2 separate regions of the Drosophila melanogaster genome follow, and region 2 is linked to region 1. A link is a contact called in public targeted proximity ligation data. All regions are on one chromosome and are shown on one strand. The core of a region is the stretch at or near the end of the contact, and the rest is flanking DNA. Distances in the headings are between cores, read along the strand shown. Region 1 overlaps CG9932. Region 2 holds the start of CG5122.

What was found.
Region 2: a contact with region 1 is called in a targeted proximity ligation map of the S2 cell line, with 4 times the contacts expected there. A contact is called at or near these places in 41 of 107 Hi-C or Micro-C datasets (the Clone 8 cell line, the Kc167 cell line, the OSC cell line and 18 more) and 2 of 7 datasets of targeted methods (the Kc167 cell line and the S2 cell line).

What each region holds. Positions count from the first base shown.
Region 1 is chr2L:13,040,466-13,044,778 of dm6, forward strand. All of the region lies in intron 2 of CG9932, which reads right to left. Among named protein-coding and RNA genes, the nearest start is that of CG9932, 18 kb to the right of the region's middle.
Region 2 is chr2L:13,128,290-13,132,593 of dm6, forward strand. It overlaps CG5122, which reads left to right and starts at 2,302. Exons shown (of 4, transcript NM_135757.3): 1 at 2,302-2,471; 2 at 2,532-4,304. The coding sequence starts at 2,433.

The sequences.
Region 1 (4,313 bases), core at 971-3,470:
TATTCCATACCATCTTGGTCTTTTGGTTTTTGGTCTTTAGTGTTTTGGCCTTTTGTCTGGGATTTTGTTAGGCACGTTCGATGCTGTCGCCCACGGTTCTTGGTGCACGTTTTTGGTGTTCTTGGGCGGCCAAGTTTATTGTTTGTTGTCGGCACATTAATCATAATTTAACGATTAGCACAAGTTTTGTTTATTAAATATTCTTCGAGCCGTGTCGAGTGGCGAGTGTGGTTAAAATTTATGGAGCAACAGCGACAACGTCGCCGATGCCACGCGTCGATATGCCACAAAACTGTCATAAATTGCAATTATTTTCACTAAAGTAGAGAAACAATTTATGCATCGCTGTTGCTTTAAGCAAATTTATGGTTCACTCTTTAATTATGTCGCAGACGAAGGGCGTGGCAGTGAAATTTACATATTTTGGATAACATTATTGCACAGTCGAATAAGAAATATTTTCAGATATGTAGCGCAGTTCACATCTTGTTTTATGTTCTCGGATAAGAAAAGCGAAATATGCCCATTTTCCCCCTTTTCTGAGAATTTTTCCACCCATCTTGGCTTAGTTTTATTTCGGTTTTTTCTCTGATAAGCGTGATTTTTGTTGCTGTTATTTTTTACTAAAAGGTTTGCTCAGATCAAAGTAAAGTATATGGTTGTGTAATTTCACCTTCTGAATCATTTTGAAAGTGAAACACAAGATCCTCGAATTCTAAGTGTGGTGATTAATAAGTTGCGAATGTTATTTAGTACTTTAACTTAATTGCGATATCACTATATTATTTCTGCATTTTAAATGAAACACACACTACGATCAGCCGATGACACATTTTAAGTGATGACCCACAATCTCTTTTCTCAGACTCGAAGAGAGAAAAACACAGAGTGGAAGAGATAAAAAGACAAATGCAAATTTGAATGGCCGTGTGCTGTGAGATATTTAGCATTTGACATTGGTCTATTTGTTCCAGCCAGGGATTGAGAAGCGATAGAGACAGATAAGGAGTGCGCGGTGTTTACGGGCTGAGACTCCGACACCTCGGCTATCTACTACTATCTGCCTGGTAAGGTCAGCCACTTGGGCCTGTACGAAACTAATTGATAATCAAACAATTGTCCACAGTCGCACATACACTCTCGCTTGTTTATCTGCCTGCAATCGCTAATTAGTTGCATTGTCCGAGACGAGGTCAACGCTGCGTATGCGCAATGTGCAAATATGGCACGGTGATATGGCGCAAAGAATATACGATTCACACATCCACACACTAAACACTGCAATCGCAATGAGAACGCACAAGTTCAAGTTTATTACGCATACGCACCGTTGCCGAATGGTCGAATCGAGAAGAGCGCATAGTGCAGAGCACAGAGAGTACAATTCTAATTCTAATTTATTGATGCCAGTCAATGCCATGGCATGCCTATAAATGTAACTCAAACAGTTTTCAGCGGCTGTATCTGTATCTGTATCTGTAGCCGGCCGTGACAACAATTGTTGTTGCTTTGGCTGCGTTTTAGCAATTTGCAATTGGTTCAAGATCAGCAGCAAAAATCGTTTTGGCTCTGCAGCAGCATTGCGTGCAGAACGCAGGGGCACAGAAGGAAATTCAGGGGACGAAGTGGTGGTTAAACCAATGTTTTGGCCTTGTGACAATTGATTTTCGCAGCCACAAAGAGCGACAACGACAGCAATAACACAGCGATGATTATAAAACCAAAACCAGAGTGAACCACATTGGCATCCACTCTTGTGGTTAAAGCCTGATTCATAATTTATTCTTAGCGGCGAAGGCCTGAATCGCTTTGGAAAATCACAATAACATTAATGACTCAAAATGAAAACAGCATTTAAAGCAAAACGAACACTTTAAATGCTCTCCGATAATAATAGTTTACAAGAACATTTAATAGGATTTCTTATAAATCAATTGATAGCATTTACGTGAATGTAATGGATTCACTAAATTATAATGTAGATGCTTTCATGGAGGGTATCAAAGATCCATGGCAACGTTCCAGTTATTATCAGAGCTGACTTCTTGAGTCATTTGAGTCGCTGTTTGGCATTGCGGTTGCCTTTGGAGCAGCAGCAGCAGCAGCAGCAGCAGCAGCAGAAAATCGCAACAGCAACAGCAGCCGCAGCAGCAGCAACTACTGATGATGAGTGCACAATCGAGGCTGCCAAGTTGCTCAATGCTATCTCATCGCAGCGTGTCTCCTTGCCCGCTCGCCTGCCGTCTCACTCTGGCATCGTGTTGCTATCTCAGTTGCAGCAGCTTTCAGGGTCTCTGGTGCATCTAAATAAACAGAGTCCGTATAGTATATACAAATTCTGTTTTAGTGTGTTATGGTCTGGCATTCGATGACTTTGAGAACTGTATTTGCTGAATGACAGCGCTCGCTTGTTGATACCATTGGAACCTATATAGATTATGGGCACAATATCTGAAATTACTACATAGAAGGCCCACCGATGGGTGGCCAAACACTTGCACTTCGAGTGCCGCACACTGAAAAGTTTGACTTGCCAAGGCTTTTATAACCGAACCTATACGAACACGCACATATACTCGTACATACAGACTCACTATCCATTGGCATGATAAAGTGGGCAATGGCAGGAAGGCACACGTACATCAATTTTCATTTACTTATGAAAATTAATAGCATTTCGCTTAACTTGCGCTCGAGTTTTCCCAGCCAGGAGCAGATTGAGCGGCCTCAAAAGGGGTGTGAGTTTGGGGTGGAGTGGGTGGCTTCTGTGCGTGGCTAGCCATTAATCAGTGAGAGAGAATGTTGCCACAAACAAAATTAAATTGCTGCCTGCAGCTGATGGAAACCGTCCCCCGTTTCCACACACCACACCCTACCCTTTCTCTAGATGCATTTTCTTTATTTTATTGCCACTTTTAATGCGGAATTTTTCGTTTTTTTTTTTAATTTTCCGCTCTTGGCTTGACAATTTCATTAAAATATTATTAATTATTGCATCTCGCAATTAATATAATTCTGCCCACTATCGAATTGCAGTCATAAATATACATTTTGATTGGTTTTTGGACCTGGCAGAGAATTAAATTGGTAATATGAATGCATAAACGTATTAAAGAGAGAGGAAAAAACTGAAAGGATTTTCACGAAATAAAAATATTTCGAGTGGAATTTCTGTTGAGCCCATTAACGTATTGTGTGCGCATATAAAATTGGAAACATATTGAATCAAATTGGATAACAAGCTTAATTTAATAATGCTTTGTCGAAAATAATAGCACATTTGCAGATAAAATGTTGAAAAATATCAAAAACGGTTTTTATTGCAGTCATTTAATTGAAGAGAAAAATGTCAGTGAAGTCTCTTGTTTAATATAAAAGGACACTTTTCCTTTAAACAGTAAAAATATGTTTTATCTGTAATTCGATGTTTTTTTGTACATGGTTGTTTTTGATTTCCCAATTTTATGGCATTAATCAACAATATTTCTCAAGATCCTTCCTCAGGCCCGTTTTCAGTGCCGCAAAAACCTGAAAGTTGCATAACTCTTCCCACTTTTCGAGTGATCGAGCAGAGAGCGAGGTGCAAGCAACATGTTGCAAGGCTGTGCAGTCTTACTTGCCGATCCCCTCATGATCGCCAGATGGTTGGTTGTTGGCCAATGTCAATCAAACACATGTGTGCGCGAACTTGACTTTCAATGCGAGGCGCACAAGGCGAAAGCTGCGCTGCGCCGCTCTGCCGACGTCGACTGTGATCGCCGAGGCGCTGCAGCAGCAGCAGCAGCAGCAACCTTGACCCGGTTCTTGAAACTGCAATGGCAGCAGCAGCAGCAGCGGCAGCGGCAGCAGCAGCAAGCGGCAACAAACATCAGCTGCAGCAGCACTTGTGCAACATTGAGAGAGGCTGGCAAACAGGTTTCGCGTTGTGCCGGCAAATGCAGTGCGACTTTTGAGGGGGGTTGAAGGGGCTGAGGAGGCCGGCTTCGCTGTTTTTTCGTTTTTTTTTTTTGGTTTTCAAACCGCGCGCATGCGCACAATTCGTAATGCGTCAACACGCATTTATTAGCTTGCTAGTTGTACGTGCACGGATAAAAAGTGTTAAAAATAACATCGAGTGAATTACTTTTTTATTTAATGGTGATGTCATAAATGACTTTTTTACCAATAAATGCAAATATAAAATAATAAATTTATCATATTAAATTTCACGTTTATACTATTTTCTACGTTTTCATAAACTTATGGAAAACTTATGCTTTTTATAAATGTAAAATTCATTAAAATGGAACACTCGTATTTTTAAATATTTTGGC
Region 2 (4,304 bases), core at 1,052-3,551, 88 kb after region 1:
CAAAACAATGCACAGGAAATTCGCATTTACCCAGTGCCGAGAGAAAAGCCAACAATAAACCAACAAAAATGCCATGCAACATCAACATTTTCCTTTGCCATTGTGGAGCGGTATTTGCACAAAGCCTTGGATTGAATAATGATGCCGGCGGGATCAGAGGCAAACGGAGAAGGAATAGCTTATTTCCAGATTGAAATTCTCTTGTTGGCAAAAATTTTGAAACGCTTAGGGCCTTAGCAAGTGATAGATACAGGCAACTGGGATAGTAAGGGCACTTTGTTCATTCTTTTAAAAAATTCCCTCTCGCAAAGTTTGAAATTTCATTTTTGTAAGAAAAAAATTGCTGGTAAAGAAAGCTTCTAAATTAAATCAAATTAAATATAAATTAAACCCATAATTCTTAAGCATGGCAAAGTTTTTCCGTGATTTTTCCAGCACTTGCCTGCAAGTTGAACCCCTAATCACTGCCCTTCGCCCAAATTGCAGCAGCGTCATTTCAGCGCTGGGTTGCCAATTGACGTGGCGGCAAGCAACCTCTATTGCATAACACCTGACAAATGCAATTCAGGCAAAATGCTTCGACGATGCCGATGATGATGGCCTCAAGTGAAAAACACTCACGCAAACACGCGACGCACTTTGGGCTCTGGATTGGGGGATTGGGTATTGGGTGTTTGGTATTTTGTATTGGGCATTGGGTGGCTCCATTCCAATGGGCACTTTAATAAAGTGCAGTCCAAATTGTGGGCCATCGGGTGGCGGCAGCGCTGCTCTTGCCCGCTTTGTTGTTGCTGTCGGTGGTGCTGATGCGGTGGTGCTGCAGTTGCAGCCACCGTGGCGTCAATTATCGCCGCTGTACGCAAAGTGGGGCAGGCAAATAATAAAAACGCGCCCAAACGCAGTCGTCAGGCTCAAAGCACTTCATTGTCAAATGAGCTTAAACACCACGCCCCTCGGCCCCAATACCGCCCCTTTAAGACCCACTCCTCGACCCTCATCCATCCGACCCCCAGCCGATCCTCAGTCCCAACTCGATTTCATTTGTGCAGCACTCTTTGATGCGTTTTCGTTTTCATTTCATTCCAGCATCTCAATGTTGCGATACCCTATTTTTCTCTATTAAAATTTAAATTCTTTGCAACTTAATTATAAATCAATTTCTTAATATATTGTTCTTTTTTTTAATCGAAGTCTTTTCATTGCTACTTTAGGAATAATTTTTATTTTTTAATTTTATGGGACTGCTGTTTTAAAATTCTTTTTGATTTGCATCGCAACGTTTTCATACAAACCAAACTTTTAAACCCGTTCATAAATACATTAAATGAAAAATAAATCAAAATTAAATAAATTAAAGATCAATCATACATGCACTTACAGGGTATATAATGGCTTTAGCTTAAAAAGCACCTCTTCCTGGCTTCTTTTTTATGTTTTTCTGCAGTTTTGTTCGACGTTTTCACGCCTCACTTGCCACCTTGTTTGCCTCGTTCGCTGATTTGCTGATTGATGGCGACGTCTGCAATTGAGACGGCAACTGCGACTCCGACTGCGAATGCGACTGGAACTGAGACTGCGACTGGAACTTCGGTTCCGTCTCCGCGCAGGTGTCGCCGCCTAATTAAATGAAGGCAACGCTCACGCATGCGTAACCTGCAAACACTCCCTGGCCCATTACCCTGCACCGCCCCGCCCCCCTGAGAGCGCCGCCCTTCGCACTTGCATTGTTAAGAAAATGGGTCAATATGCAATTATTGCATTTATTTTATTTTTTTTTTTGTATATTTTCTTTGCAAAACCCTGGGGGCTCAGCTTCGTTTGCGTCACATGCGGAGAGTTGAGAGGCGAGTTCGCAATAATCATAATATGGCTACTTCACTTGGCAAAGCAATCAACCCGAGGCCTCCGTAGTGTTGATTTTGTTAATATTTCACCTCCTACCCAGATGCCCCTCCAGTGTTCCCTGTGTTCTCTGTCCACCGCTCCCGATTCGCGGAACTTGGAGTGGAGCCAATGCATCGATGGATGTGCAACAGCACCCAGTTCTTTGGGTTAATGAAGCGACGCCAAAGTTGGTTTGCTCTGCTCCAATTTCGAGGGTGATGGAAAAACACTTTAAAAGAAACTTAAATTGATTTTGAGAAGTAGACGATCAACTTTTAGAGAAAAACTATCATGCCGCATTTTGGGGACTTAACTAAAGTTTAGTTAGCTTCCTTCAAGCGAATTTATGCAAGTATTATATTAAATGTATGTGCATGTTTCTAAGCTTTAAGTAAAATCTAATTTAATATGTATCAATCATGCAAAAGACTTAGCTTTCAGAAATATGTCTAAATTTTAAGCAATGTTTACCCTGAAATAAGCACCCCTCCAAAATACAATACCTTTTGGACCACGCCCACTAAATTTGGCCTTGTTTGAAAAGCGACATGAGGGTCCTTCTAGGCACCAAATGCTTCGCGAACCTCGTAAGTTCCACGGACTTCCAGATATTTTGAAATATTTCATCTAAATGTTATCACTGTTAGTGTAAGCACCGGATACGATGGCATCACAAGTCATATCTACCGCCTCAGCAGCTCTACGATGTAGCAAAGAAAGTCGTCAGAGCGCACCGATTAGCATTTTCCTTGCGATTTTTATCAAGCAAAGGAAAACCACCGGAAACTCCGACTTTGGACATAATTTGCCGCGTATTAGCGTCAGCAAAAAACTCAGGTGAAAACTCAGGCAAGCGGAAAGAGCCATTAAAATTTGAATCCGTGGGTCAAAATTCCAGCTGCCAGACATCGACGACAAATCCGCTTCATATAAAAGGGGACAGCCCAAAGCTGCCATCAAAAAGACAATTAGAACCGGATTTAGTTAACTTAAAAACCCTAGAAATATTCAACTGCAAGAACTGTTTTGAAAATAGTCCAGAGATAACGATTGCCAACTGCAAAAATTGCATTGGAGATGGCCATAGTCAATCTGTAGAGTCAGTTATTGGAAAGGCGACATCACTACTATTGGAAAACAGTAAAACTGAATTGGCAAGTGTTTTAAAGAAGCCTTCAACATCCGCATCCAAACCATCGGTTGGCCAATCTCTACCATCTGTTGCTCCAAGAAAACCTGCCGATTCCCCAAGCTCTAATTCTCTTAATGAAAGATTTTCCATGCCGCAAAAATCAGCTTTTCCGATTGGAAGAAATCCCTGTTTTGACGGCAAAAAAGCTAAAAAATCGAAATGTCCGCCACCCAAACCCAAATCTTGTCCCTCATCGAAAGATGAGAACAAGCCTCCAGTTAAAAAAAAGTCTAAATCCAAGTCAAAAGATCCACCTAAAACAGTTGATTCTACTGCACCAGACGCACAGAAAAAAGAAAATGCTTCCGCAAAGCCAAAGATCGCGAGCCCACCTCCAAATAAAGCTCAAACAGATAAATCACCTGAAAATCCAAAGGTTGGTTTTAATATGCCGTCGAATTCGGCTTTTCCATTGGGAAGAAACCCTTGCGTTGATGGTAAGAATGAGAAAAAAGTATCTAAGGGTGCGGCAACGGATTCCAAGCCACAACAAAAAGCCAAGAAGCCGAAAGTTGCGGCAAAAAGTGAATGTAAGCAAGAAAAGAAAATGGCATCTTGCCCAAATGCATCTGTGAGTAAGAAAGCAGCTACTGTTCCAAGTGGTTCACCTAAATCTCCGGAAAGTGCTGCACCAAAAGCCGAACCTCGAAAGAAAAAGTCAATGAGGCAGGGTGTTGTTAATCCATCAAAACCAAAGAGTAAGAAACCGGCTTCTAAGGCTATTAAACAACCAAAAGACGAAGGGCTACCACCGGTGTCAACTTCCCGGTTTTCCATGCCTCTTATGATGGCATTTCCTATTGGAAGAAATCCTTGCCGGGATGGGCCAAGGGGATCATCCAAAAAAGAAGAAGAAGGTCCTTGCGGTAAAAAAATAGTCAACGATTGCCATTCAGCATCCGATTCCTGTCAATCTAAGAAGAATAGATCGAATGCCGCAAAACTGGAAAGAGCATCAAGTTCATTGAAAACGGTTTCGCAAAAAGATTTTAAACAATCTGATGCAGCAACGTCTGTAGAATCTCACACCGCACCAGTGTCGAAGGCTTCATCCCAAACTTCGCCACCCCCAACACCGGTCAAGGAAATCAGCATGTCTGCTCTTCCTTCCCCCAAAGATCCAAGTATCTCAACAGTTAAAGCACCCTTGCCATCACCAATTAAAGACACCAAGGCACCTCAAGCTCCACAGCTTTCGCCTTCACCTTCTAATAAGGAAATCAAAATA